Regions from separate parts of the Sus scrofa genome. Here region 1 is linked to region 2. A link is a contact called in public HiChIP or PLAC-seq data. All regions are on one chromosome and are shown on one strand. The core of a region is the stretch at or near the end of the contact, and the rest is flanking DNA. Distances in the headings are between cores, read along the strand shown. Region 1 holds the start of PRPF40A (pre-mRNA processing factor 40 homolog A). Region 2 holds the start of FMNL2 (formin-like protein 2).

What was found. HiChIP or PLAC-seq counts read pairs in DNA pulled down with a chosen protein or histone mark.
Region 1: an H3K27ac HiChIP or PLAC-seq map of skeletal muscle shows a contact between it and region 2. The contact joins the promoter of PRPF40A here to the promoter of FMNL2 in region 2. A contact is called at or near these places in 1 of 5 promoter capture datasets (fetal liver) and 1 of 2 datasets of contacts at active chromatin or transcription factors (skeletal muscle).

What each region holds. Positions count from the first base shown.
Region 1 is chr15:60,436,721-60,442,682 of Sscrofa11.1, reverse strand. PRPF40A (pre-mRNA processing factor 40 homolog A) reads left to right here and starts at 3,303. Exons shown (of 26, transcript NM_001244573.1): 1 at 3,303-3,476; 2 at 4,613-4,744. The coding sequence starts at 3,312. It overlaps ARL6IP6 (ADP-ribosylation factor-like protein 6-interacting protein 6), which reads right to left and starts at 3,095. Exons shown (of 4, transcript XM_001926700.7): 1 at 1,648-3,095. The coding sequence starts at 2,044.
Region 2 is chr15:60,051,573-60,058,016 of Sscrofa11.1, reverse strand. It overlaps FMNL2 (formin-like protein 2), which reads right to left and starts at 3,717. Exons shown (of 28, transcript XM_005671848.3): 1 at 3,601-3,717. The coding sequence starts at 3,717.

The DNA.
Region 1 (5,962 bases), core at 2,054-4,553, 390 kb before region 2:
CCGACCAAGAACCATGAGGTTGCGGGTTCGATCCCTGCCCTTGCTCAGTGGTTAAGGATCCGGCGTTGCCGTGACCCTGCCCTATAGGTTGCAGACGTGGCTCGGATCCCACGTTGCTGTGGCTCTGAGGTAGGCTGGCAGCTACAGCTCTGATCTGACCCGCAGGAGTGGCCCAAGAAATGGCAAAAAGACAAAAAAAAAAAAAAAAAAAAAAAGATTCTGTACTTTGAACAGTAATTCAAAGGCTAGAAAGACATTGTGGAACTGCGGAAAGTGCTTTCTTTGGAGTCTGAGACAACTGGGTTCAAATTCTGATATCATTTACTAGCTATGTGACCTTCAGTAAGCAAATAAGATGTTTCTGTGAATCAACTGACATGTACATAAAACATGGGAATTTTTATTCCCTAGGAATGTTGTGAAGACATTTTATGTAATTCAGATTACTTCGTTTTGCCTCAGCTCCTTTCTCCATTCTCCAAAATAGGCACAGCTCAATGTCTTCTGCAGTGGACTTCCACTTATCCAGTTTTATGACTTTATGAACAAAGAATCTCTCAGTGCAAGAAAGAAAGAAATTGCCTAAAAGACAAAACTCTGAGTTGCTTTGGAAAAAATGCAGGAGAGAAGGGATAGAGGAATGAAACATTGTCAAAGTTTGACATTGAGTTTACACCCAATACTATTGTTTGAAGAGGTAAAACTCATAATTAACTTGCCAATTAGTCTTCTCTATGAAAATCCAGCATGGTAATCTGCTACATGCACCTGCAGCCCACAAGGGGCTTGGAAGCAATGAGGAAAAATAAAAACTTGAATTAAACTGACTCGGATAACAATGCGTTGGATGCTTTTCATACTAAGGTAGTTTTGTTTTTTTCTTTTTCAGTAACTTAGCCAAAGTCACACATCAGTGAGAACTGAGATTTAAACTCAGGTCTGATTCCTTCCACTGCAATATAAATTACCTAACCACATAATATATTCATATAAGCTGTGGAAAACCTTTCAAGGCACATCTGTTCCAATCTGGCCAATATTTCAACTTAAGACACCGGGAAATAAAACTATCAATCGGAGAAAAAACAGACTCAAGATCCCGCAACAGAACTTTACCACTACACTGGGTGCAAACCTAAGACGAAACCGAGAGGTACTAATTTTATCTATACAAGAGAAATTTGGGTTGTAGGATGCAAATCCTTGTCCTTCAGGAATTCCTTAAGTGTACAGAGGAATCAGTGTATTACACACATCTTTAATCATTTGCAGATTAAAGTCTTTGAACTTGCATAGCCTACTTTAATTACACTTTTCACCGTCTTCCTTTAATGATGGTTGTCTTGAATTTTGCTTAAGTTTGCTAAGGTTTTACCCCAAGTGTTCACTGACTTTAAGATACTTTTTCTCTTTTTCATGACTACCCACTTAATGAAGACCCTTTCTTAAAATAGGTCTCCTGACCACAGACCAAGGTCTTCCACCTTTAAGAAAAAGAAAACAAAACGGGAAGGCCAAAAAATGCGGATGAGGACTCTGGATGGAAGTCGCTACAGCTTGGTGGCCTTTGATAGGGAGAAGGAGCTGAAGCCGAGAGCCACGTCCAACCTCAGCTTAAAAAACTATACAGTTTCTGGACTTCAGTACCTTTTACGATCAGGTAGGTGATGGCGAGGAGGAAGGCAAGGAGGATGGCGAACAGCAGCGAACAGAGAATTGAGAGGACCTGGACCGGCCAGCGCCGAGCTCGGGTTCGACCGCCCGCATCCGCCAAGATGCCATTCCGCTTATCCGCCAGGAGGGAAGACCCGTCCCCATCTGGCCGGAGGAGCGAGTCCTTTCTAGGTTCGGGCGACGCCCTGGCCGAGAATTCCGCTCGCAGGTCACGGGCTACTCGGTCGCATCCCTCCTCCTCATCGACTTCACCCTCACCCCAGCTGTCTCCCTGAGTGGAAGCGGAAAATGCCGGCCGAGCGAACGGGACAGGGGTACCCGGACGACGGCGCAGAGGGGCCGGGCGCCTCCCGCTCTCCACGAACGACATGGCGGGAAAGACAGTGAGGCCCAGAGAGCGAGCGTTGTTCACCAGCCCCTCCCCGCGGTCCCAGCAGCCAATCAACGGCCCCCCCCCGGCCTAAACCACCAGACAGAGGCGCGCAGGGGTGCGCAAGGGTGGGCGGCTGGGCGGGTAAGGTGCTGTGGAGTTGGAGAGGCTGGGCGTCCCAGGATCAGGGTACTACCCTCAAGCTGTAGGAGGGAAGGCGAGCAGAGAAGAGCGCAGAGGGGAGGAAAGAAGAGGCCGAAGGCAGTCAAGTCCCCTATCCCTGCACAGGTTCGTCTCGCCCTGAGACCTCGGCCATCGCAGCGTCGCCTCTAAGCAAGAGCGCGGCCCGGCAGCCCCAAAGTCGCACCTTCGTGGCACCCGGTCCTAGCGCCCGCCATGCGCCCTAATACACATTACCGACTCAATTTGTTTTCTCACTTTTACGCCTTACACTCGCTCCTACCTCCACCCCCGCTTCCCTCCACGGCAGTTCACCACCCCGCACCCTCACCTCCCTTAACAGCCCATTCCTCCTTCCCTTACGTTTTGTTCTCCCCGCCCCACTACAACTTCCCACCACGCAGCTTGGCACGCCTCCGGCTCCCCTCACTCCCCTATCCCGGCGCCCGCTCCCCAGTTGGATCTTACGGAGATCGAACCTTCTCAAGACCCCTCCTCTAGCCTTCTTCGCCCCCTCCCTCCAACTCGATCCGCCCCCCGCGCGCGCGCGCGCGCGCGTATCCGGCCACCGCTAACGCTAGAAGCTTTCCCCACCCCCACCCCCACCCTACCATCCCACCCCACCCTACCACCCCACCCCACCCCAGGCGGCCTCAGGTTTGTGGGGGCGTACGTAACTCGGGCGGGGGGTGAAGGTGGCAGAACCCCACTGCCCCACCCCCTTCGGGGTGAGGCGAACTAAGCTCGGGAGGCTGAGACACAGACGTCTTCCCTTCCCTGGGGTAAGTTACTGGAGTTTTTCCCCAAGAGGACTTGCAACAGAAACTTCCTCCGTCCCCCTCCCCCCTCCATGCAGGCGACGCCGAGTGAGGCTGAGGTTGGGAGCGAATCGCCGAAGAGCTGCGTGTCGGCAGCGCAGTCTGATTGGACAGCGGAGAAGCCTGTCAGCTTATTGGCCCCGCTGGTTCCGCCCCGTAGCGCAGGGCAGCCTTTAACCTTTGGCCCCAGTGGGCTCCAGCCACTCAGATCGCTTCTTGTTGGTATGTGTAGCGGCAGTGGCCGCCGGCGGAGCAGTCTGAGCCCGACGATGAGGCCGGGGACGGGAGCTGAGCGAGGAGGCCTCATGGTGAGTGAAATGGAGAGCCATCCTCCCTCGCGGGGTCCCGGGGACGGGGAGCGGAGATTGTCCGGCTCAAGCCTCTGCTCCAGCTCTTGGGTCTCTGCTGACGGCTTCCTGAGGAGACGGCCCTCGGTAAGGGATCGGTGGGGCAGGGGAAAGCGGCACAATGAAAACGGAGTCAGAGAGAGAGGAAGCTTTCTCCCAAAGGAGAAGAAGATGAGAGTGGACGAAGGAAGAGCTCGAGATGGTGGGATATGTTCCGGGGGAGAGAAATGGAGGGCGGGGGTGCACAAAGAAAAGGAAGTGGGACCCTGGAAGTTGCTGGTGGGTTTGGCCTAGGCAGTTGCGCGTTGGTTGTGCTGGTCGCGGGCGGGGTGAGCGTTTTGGAGAGGTAGGCCTGACTTAGCCGTGTTGGGGAGGCGGAGATTTGATTCTGTAGAGTCTAAAACAGGCTGCCAGAATTTCTTCACCTGTGTTAGTGGTGTCCGTAGCGGGAGGACAGCTGGGAGAATTGGCAGGAGATAGTTACCTGGTTTTAAGGCCTGGAACAATGAAGACACAGGTAAAGAAAGTAGTTGTCTTTTTATAGGAGCTCGTTAAGATGGATGAATTAGTTATTTACTTTAGTATCTATGAATGACAGACCTCGGTCTTTGGGATTTTTTTTTTTTTTTGGCATAAGTAATTTTTCTCAAAGATTCTGTTGTAAGTAGTATGTTTATGTATTAAGAGTGAAGTGTTCCTGAGGATCCATACTGTTGGTGTTTTATAAGGGTAGCCCTTATCTGAGTTAATTTGGTAACTTCGGCATTTTAAAGTTTAAAATCAATGTAGAAAGTAAGGATAAATGGCGCAATAAAATAAAAATAAGCTGTCTTATATCTGTGAAGTAGGACAAAGCTGTGGTTTTCACCATGATAGTTTTTAGGCTGGCGTTTAAACTGTATTCTCTCACTTTAGCAAGCCATTTAGTAATTGATTAAATCATCATGTTTTAAAAAATGAATTAGGTATCCAGTAATGATTTTAATTTTTTCCACTTTCTGAAATTTGCTAAGTTGCAGATTTAAGACCAGAAAGTAAATGTTGAATCAATAGTTTAGTCACATATTAGACAAATATAATGTTATGCGCATAACTGACTTGTTGAAGTCAGATTTTTGAGAAGCATTTATTAGTCTTCGTTAATTTTTGAGATGCATTTATCGGTCTTTGCTAATTTGTAAATTTTCCTTTTTTTTTTTTTTCTTTTTTTTTTTTTTTTTCAGATGGGGCACCCTAGCATGCATTATGCCCCAATGGGAATGCACCCTATGGGTCAGAGAGCGAATATGCCTCCTGTACCTCATGGAATGATGCCGCAAATGATGCCCCCTATGGGAGGGCCACCAATGGGACAAGTAAGAATGTTTTGTTTTACTATGTATTTATTTGTTTACTTTTTACCTCTGGTGTTCTTGTGTCAAAATTCAAAATCTGGGTCAATATTTGCAGCTGTTTTGAGTTTTAGTTTATGCCAAAATAATATTTTCAAATAAGTGAAATGTGGAATTGTGTCATTTACCAAATTTGTTTGTAATGGAAAGTCTTCTGTATGAGAGGTTAACTTTCTGAAGCAACAAAGCTGAGTTGTTTTTGTTTTGTTTAATTTGAAAGTAGCAATGTATACCTAGGCTTTTTAGTTTAATTACTTTTCCCCTCCAAGTATGTCAGTTGAAGTAAATATACTATGTCAATGTAATTTATATTGGTGGACCATGTCTATGCATAGAATCTGGAAATAGCAATTGTTTAAGCCTTTGGCTTAGAATGAATTTTATTCCTGAAATAGCTTCCTATTTGTGGTGTCTGTGTGGTGGGGGTGGGTGGAGGTGGGAAAGTTCTACTCTGATTTGGTTTTTCATAGGACGGTGCCATATAGTTCATTTTCCACTTACACTGTCTTGTGTCCTCGTTTTTTTTTAAATGCTTATTGCTTCCGCACTCCTGCTTTTGAGCTGTCCCTTCCATCTCCAACATAAATTGTAAACAGACATTTTGTGGGAGTGATTTGGACCAAAAGGTTTTAATGCTGATTCAGTGAATTCAACAGAACTGAATTCCTAGAAAAGCATCCTAGAAAGGTAACAGGTTCAATTACCATAACTAATTTTGTGCCCCCTCTGAGGTTCTATTATACCATATCTTTTGGTGGCTGAGTTCTTTCCATGTAGTATCACAATAAAGCATCAAATATTTAGGCTAACAAAAAATTTGGAAAGCCAATCAATTAGGTATGATCTTTTTGTTAATTAGTACTGTTTACTTTGATAATCATTTAAGCCTTGATGGTTTGAGTTACTGGTGAAATTATAGTGGAGAAAGGAGCTCTCTCTGTGTGCTTCTTTTTACATAAGAGTAGAAGAGCTTAATGTCAGGTGGTTTTCTTTTTTATTTGGAGTATAGCCCGTAATTTTGTATAAAAGTCTTTATTCAAAGACACTATGCCCAGAAGATTCTGCCTTTAGGAGTTCTTTAAATAAAAAACTATTTATTCTGTTACTCTGGAATAATACAAGTTTTAAACTCCCTAGTTGATGGAGAAACAATTCTGATTTCCTCTTCTGTTTCTTTCCATC
Region 2 (6,444 bases), core at 2,468-4,967:
CACCTTCATAGCATCATCTTTGTAAATAAGGACATGGGAATATTTTTGTGCACATGCATATATTCTGAATAATTAGATGATGTCTAAAATACAATGGAGATCCACTTAGATAATTACATATGTGTGGGACCCAAAAAATAGAAACCAATATTACTCATAAAATATATACACCTTAAGGGAACAAAGACTGAAGTAGATGAATTGAATTTATAATTTATGAAACACTTCCATCGAAGAGTGTAACAGAAACATCACACAAAGGCACCTTATAACTGATAGGTAGGTCCAAGGATGCAAGCAGTTAAGTGTATACAAGCAGTCAGTAATCTTTTCCCTTAAATATAAGTTTTGTAACTTTATAATAATGCTGAAGACAAGCTCTGAGAGGGAGGAGACTCCTTAGGAAGATTAAGCTTCTCAGACTTGGATCCAACCTTTACTAGTCATTAACTATAAAAGTTCAGTAACTCAAATCTCTATTCAAAAAACTCATTTTTTCCTATTTAAAAAAATATTTTTTAAAGTCTATCCTTCCACTTAATTAATCTTTTACTCTCTAATCTTTCTACTCATGCCCATTCATTTTTTTTAAGAAATAAACCATTTAACTCATATAGACCAATATGGGGCAGGAGGAGTAGTCATTGAGTAGGTTTGGTTCCTCTGAGATTTTCCAGAAATAAGGAGTTCCTGTCGTGGCACAGCAGAAACGAATTCGACTAGGAACCATGAGGTTGCGGGTTCAATCCCTGGCCTCGCTCAGCGGATTAAGGATCCAGCCATGCCATGAGCTGTGGTATAGGTTACAGATGTGGCTCGGATCCTGAGTTGCTGTGGCTCTAGCATAGGCCAGCAGCTGTAGCTCTGATTAGACCTCCTAGCCTGGAAATTTCCAAATGCCTCGGGTATGGCCCCTCAAAAGCAAAAAAAAAAAAAAAAGATTTTCCAGAGATAGATGGATTTCTGTCATTTAAACTTTTATTTACTCTTCCTCAACACTTTAAATACTGCAGAGTTTGGGGGTGAGAGGAATTGTTTTCCATACCTGAAATGGCTGTAATTATTGCCATAGATGCAAGGAAGCGCTTGTATACTTTTGTGTACAGTATTACCACCCTATTTTCCTCCCAAAACACATATATGATCTTTACCATATAGGAAAATAAAACTAGTATCAATAATACCCCCACGATTCCCTTTGTCTCAGGACAGAGAATTCCTCCAGGTATACACTTTAAATGTTACCACCTATATATATTATCTGTCCTTTAAGCTTATCTCCAGAATTAAGTGGTTTGAGCTGATTTCTTAAGCAACTCATGAAGAAAAGCACAGTTGAGAGCATCACATGTACAACTTCAGAAAAAAAAAAAAAACCTGACAAGAGAAGTCATCATAACTCTACTTTTATCAGCCCATAAAGATGATTCCTTTTAACTCTTCTTGTAGGCTTCCAAAGAGCAGCTGGAGTCAACTACGGAGAGTTACATTAAACATTACATCAATGGTCCCAGTGGATTCCTAACAAGAGGGCCCTCAAGCTGAGACTTTTCCTAAAGCTTTGTCTCAATCCCAAAAAGGTCAGCCTGGTGTTTTTTGATTTTGAAAGGCTTACAATATTGTAAACAATTAAGAAAGGAACCATGTCCAGTAATTGTGCGTGACACACAGTAAAAGAAGCCACACAACCAATCATTGCCCCCACACACAGCTTGTGATGTAGAATCATGAATTTCTACATACTAAATATATAATATGTATATTATATATATAAATAAATACTCCTAGACTTAAAAGTAACGCAAATCCACCATGTTAATGATGGGACATTATTTGTCTAAAGATTAATTCATACCAGGTGTTATTAATCAGCAGGGTAACTGATAGCTCATGCAAACCAGGCTATCCCAGTTGAGAACTTAATTGCATTATTGTTATTATCTGGTTTTCCTGTTATCACTGGTCCTCACACTTCAAGAGTACACACATACACACAAACACACACATCGTGGGCTGACAAACAGAAAACCCAGAGCTAGGAGGTAAGAACCCTGCCGTCTGGTAGGAAGAGGATTTTGAAAGACAGGTCAAGTATGCATCCAGGCTGCCTTGAGAAGTAATTAAGCCTATGCTGTTTCATTTCAGAGTGTCTCACTCTGCACAACAGTGGGAGCAGCTGGGGGAGATCACAGAAGATGCAACGCAAGGCAGGCAGCCTCATTTATCTCCACACCAGAGTTTCCAGGTGGCGTGAAAAAGCTCGTGGCCTCTTCTTCCAAAAAGCACAGAGCCAACTTAACATCCAAAACACTACTCCCCATATCAAAGCAGTCCCTTTTAAAGGCCTAAAGAAAGGCAATTTTAACGTCCCAGAGTTCAGACTCCGGTCGTTTCTCAAAGTTGTGAGGTTACATGCCAAAACCCCGCAGGCCGACTCAAAATTCCACTGCCTTAAACACAAGTTTCTCTTGCTGCCTAACATTGCAGAATGTAAAGATAACTAGCTAGGAAAAGGGAAATATACAAGTGAAAGTATTAGGAACGTGTCCGATCTTGCCCGTTTCCCCCCTGCCCCTCAACGCCCCTTAAGAGAGACTGGGACACTACAATTTGAAATCTTGGTACCAACTGTAGTACAGACTCCGACTCAGGCGAGGGGGAGGCCGCCACACCCTCCTGGGCTCGCAGCGCTGACAAGCCCTAGCTGGGAGGGGCCCAAGAAACTTAGACCCAGCAGGAAAGAGAGAAGGGAGTCGTCAGTGTCTTAGATTTAGAAGCTGGGAAGCTAGGAGCAGCTGATTTCAGAAGGGAGCCAGAGATTTGTCTGGGTGTGCTGGGGGAGGGGAGGGGTCGTCCCCGGAGTCAAGACAGCTCGCAACACGTCCCCGCAAAACTACACATTTTTGTGGTTTTAAGATTTAAGACTAAAAGGAACGCGCTGAGGCGAAGCTTCTCTCTCGAATGGGTTTCAGACGTCCCCCTTCTCGCTTAGGGACTGGGGCGCCGCACTGCCGCGGGTCTCCTCCTTCCCTTTTGGGGGGAGCGCCCCTCGGCCAAGCAGCTACGTCCGCCTCCCAAGTTCGCTTTCGCTCACCGCGCGGCGCCCGAGGCCAGCCACATGCGCATCTGTCCCGGAGCCCGCAGGGCCGGGTCTGGGCGCCCGCCGGAACATCTACGGGGACTCCGGGTCTGCCGGATTTTTTTTTTTTTTTTCCTTCTTCTTCTTCTTAGACAAAAAGCCTTAGCAGCTCGCCGCCCCCTCCTCCCCGGCCCGCGCCACCTTCCCTTCACGCCCACACCGCACCTCCCGGACACACACGCTGCGAGGTGCCTCTCCCGCCAGACAATGGCTTCGGGGCCGGCTAGGCAGCCAACCCCGAGTCCCCGACCCCATCCTGGGACCCCAAGAAGTCTGAGCGCGGAGGGGCTCGAAGGAGGGCGGAGAAGAGGCAGCGGAGGCCACAATGGGGGAGGGGGGCACCTCCCCCTCGGGACAGGGGCTCACTCCCGGCGAGGAGAGAAAGGAAAGGGGCGGGGGTCACCTGCACCGCCCAGCCGGGGGCCCGGGTGCCCTGCTCCCAACCACAGCTGCGCACTCACCAGCACGATGGCAAATCGCTCCTCCAGTTCACCTGGTTCGGGCATCGGCAGCTTCAAAGGTACGTTGTGCGCCCTGAAATCGGTCTGCTGCGAATCCATGCTCCCAGCATTGCCCATGTTGGCTGCACGCCGGGGCCGGGGGCTACTCCGGGCCCCTTGCGTCAGCGTCGGAAATCAGAACAGCTCCGGGCAGCCGGCTCCCGCCCGCTGGCGCGACCTGCCCGGCTCCCCGCCCTCCGCTGCGCCCCGGCGAGTGTGCGGCGCGCGCCGCTCCCTAGCAGCGTTCCGAGCCGAGCCGCCCCCCAGCCTCCCTCATGCTCCCCGCCGCCCCAGCGCCGCCCCGGCCTCCTTTTCTCGGGAGGGGTCGTCAGGGCGCCGGGCGCCTATCTGCATGTTGCACCGCGGGCACGCCGCCCTCTGCCAGTGGGCGCGTGGTTGCTCCGAGTCGGTCTCCAGCCAGGGCCCGGGCCGGGGCCGCCGCTGACACTTCTAGCTCTATGCCGGCGAACACTACGCTCTCTCTGCCAGCACCTCGAGCAGACAAATGCAGCTCCGCGCTCCCGACACAATGCCCCCTCTAGCCCGGCCCCCGCCCCCGGCCCGGCTCCGCCCACTCGCCCCGCGGACTGCCGGGACGCGTAGTTTCTGCCCCAAGTGTCCGCACTCAGGAACTACGCCCGCTCTAGGGGCCCAGGCGGGGTTAGGACCGCCTGCAGCAAAGGCAATCTGTATGTACACCTCTGGAAAGAGTTTGTCACTTTTGACACCCGCTCACTTCAATAGAAGAAATGACCGTTGTCAGATGTCTTGTCTACATCGATTCTGACACTTAGTAGGTCCATTTGGCAAATGAATGACTGGGCCAGTCAGTAATTGAATGCACGCATTCCGATTTAAATTTCAAGAGCTCTTCAAGAGGATCTAGTTCAACAGGAGATCTCAAAGGTATTGGCAACTTCCTACATCATAAACTGGAATGTGGGCCCGTGGGTGTTTTCTTCCGTATGTATATTAGCTATTCTTTTGTGCGTTTGAAATATTAATAAATATATGCCTTGATGGATATTTATAACTATCCACAACGGATATAGGTATATATGGTCAGACCCCACGATTTGGATGAGAAGGATTCAATTCAATTCAAAACAAACACTTACCAAATAGCTATTATGTGTGGGTTACTGTGTTCCTTAGCTAGAGAACAAAAGAGAATTTGCTCTTGCTCTGGAATACTTTCCTATCTGGTGGAAAGAGAAAATTTACACAAATAACCATACGTTGTGTGAGACAGAAATAAGAATAAAGTGTTTGGGGAGGCTTTGGAGATGGTCTTTGGTTGTAGTTATTCCTTTAGAACATTCTTGTTCCAGGTGTTTTACATAGAAGATAGAGTCTAGCCTCTGGGGTGCTTTTCAGACTCTAAGGATCCATTCTGAAGCAGTGGGAATAGAGAGAAATAGCCTTATAACCGACTTGAGCCAGCTGCTCACTTTGTGGATTTCAAGGGCCATCCACCTGGTTGACTTGTGGCTGAACTCCAGCAATTAGTCCTCTCTTAGCTTAAAGCAGTGTTTCTTTTGTGTGTGTGTGTCTTTTTGTCTTTTCTAGGGCCACTTCCTGCGACATAGGAAGGTTCCCAGGCTAGGGGTCGAATCAGAGCTGTAGTCACCAGCCTACACCAGAGCCACAGCAACGTGGGATCTGAGCCGCGTCTGCAACCTACACCACAGCTCACAGGCAACCTGGATCCTTAACCCACTGCGCAAGGCCAGGGATTGAACCCGCAACCTCATGGTTCCTAGTCGGATTCGTTAACTACTGCTCCACGACGGGAACTCCAAAGCAGTGTTTCTTAATCCTAGTTTGTGTATCAGATTCTTATGGGGAGCTTCTTGTTAAAACTGCACACACGATGGGCCTTGACTATTGTCAGAATTCCTCTAAGCTGAGAGCTGGGGCCTGGGCAGGTGTATGTTTAACAAGCTCCCCAGGTGGTTCTGATATGAAACCAGAATTGTTACTCTTTTGTTAAAAAGTCACTGCTTCTGTATGAGGTTACACACGAAGACTCAAGCACCAAGGGCCAGCTTTTATTCCACTTTATAAATACCAAGATGCCTTGAGCACAGTAGATGTTCAATGACTATTTGTTGAATTGACAAGTAATTTTTTTTTTTCCCTTTTCTAGCGCTGCTCCCATAGTATATAGAGGTTCCCAGGCTAGGGGTCTAATCGGAGCTGTAGCCGCTGGCCTATGCCACAGCTGCAGCAATGCTATATCCGAGCCATGTCTGTGACCTACACCACAGCTCATGGGAACATCAGATCCTTAACCCACTGAGTAAGGCCAGGGATCGAACCCTCAACTTCATGGTTCCTAGTCGGATTCGTTAACCTCTGAGCCACGATGGGAACTCCTGACAAGTGATTTTTAATAAAAGCCTATGGAGTAAATACACACACAAATACGTCTTGTTTGTGTATGGTCTCTTGACTAAACCACCTATAGTGTTTTAAAGAAGGGAGTGAGTATAAATAAATTCAATTTTAAAATCTGAATAAATTCAATCTGTATTTCTAAAATTACACTGCATCCAAAGTAATAGTAAATGTAATACCAATCAAGAAAAGAACAGGGACACACACACACACACACACTCCAACTAGTGCAAATGAGTGAGAAAGAAAAGCAGTTAGTTCAGACCAAATGAGACATTTCTGACCCACAAATGTATTTATTTTCTTTGTAATCTCTAGACATACACTTTGGGTCTGATTGACTCACAAAATCAGCCCACCCAGAAGGTTGCCCATCTGGATGGAAAAGCTAAAATTCTTTTCTTC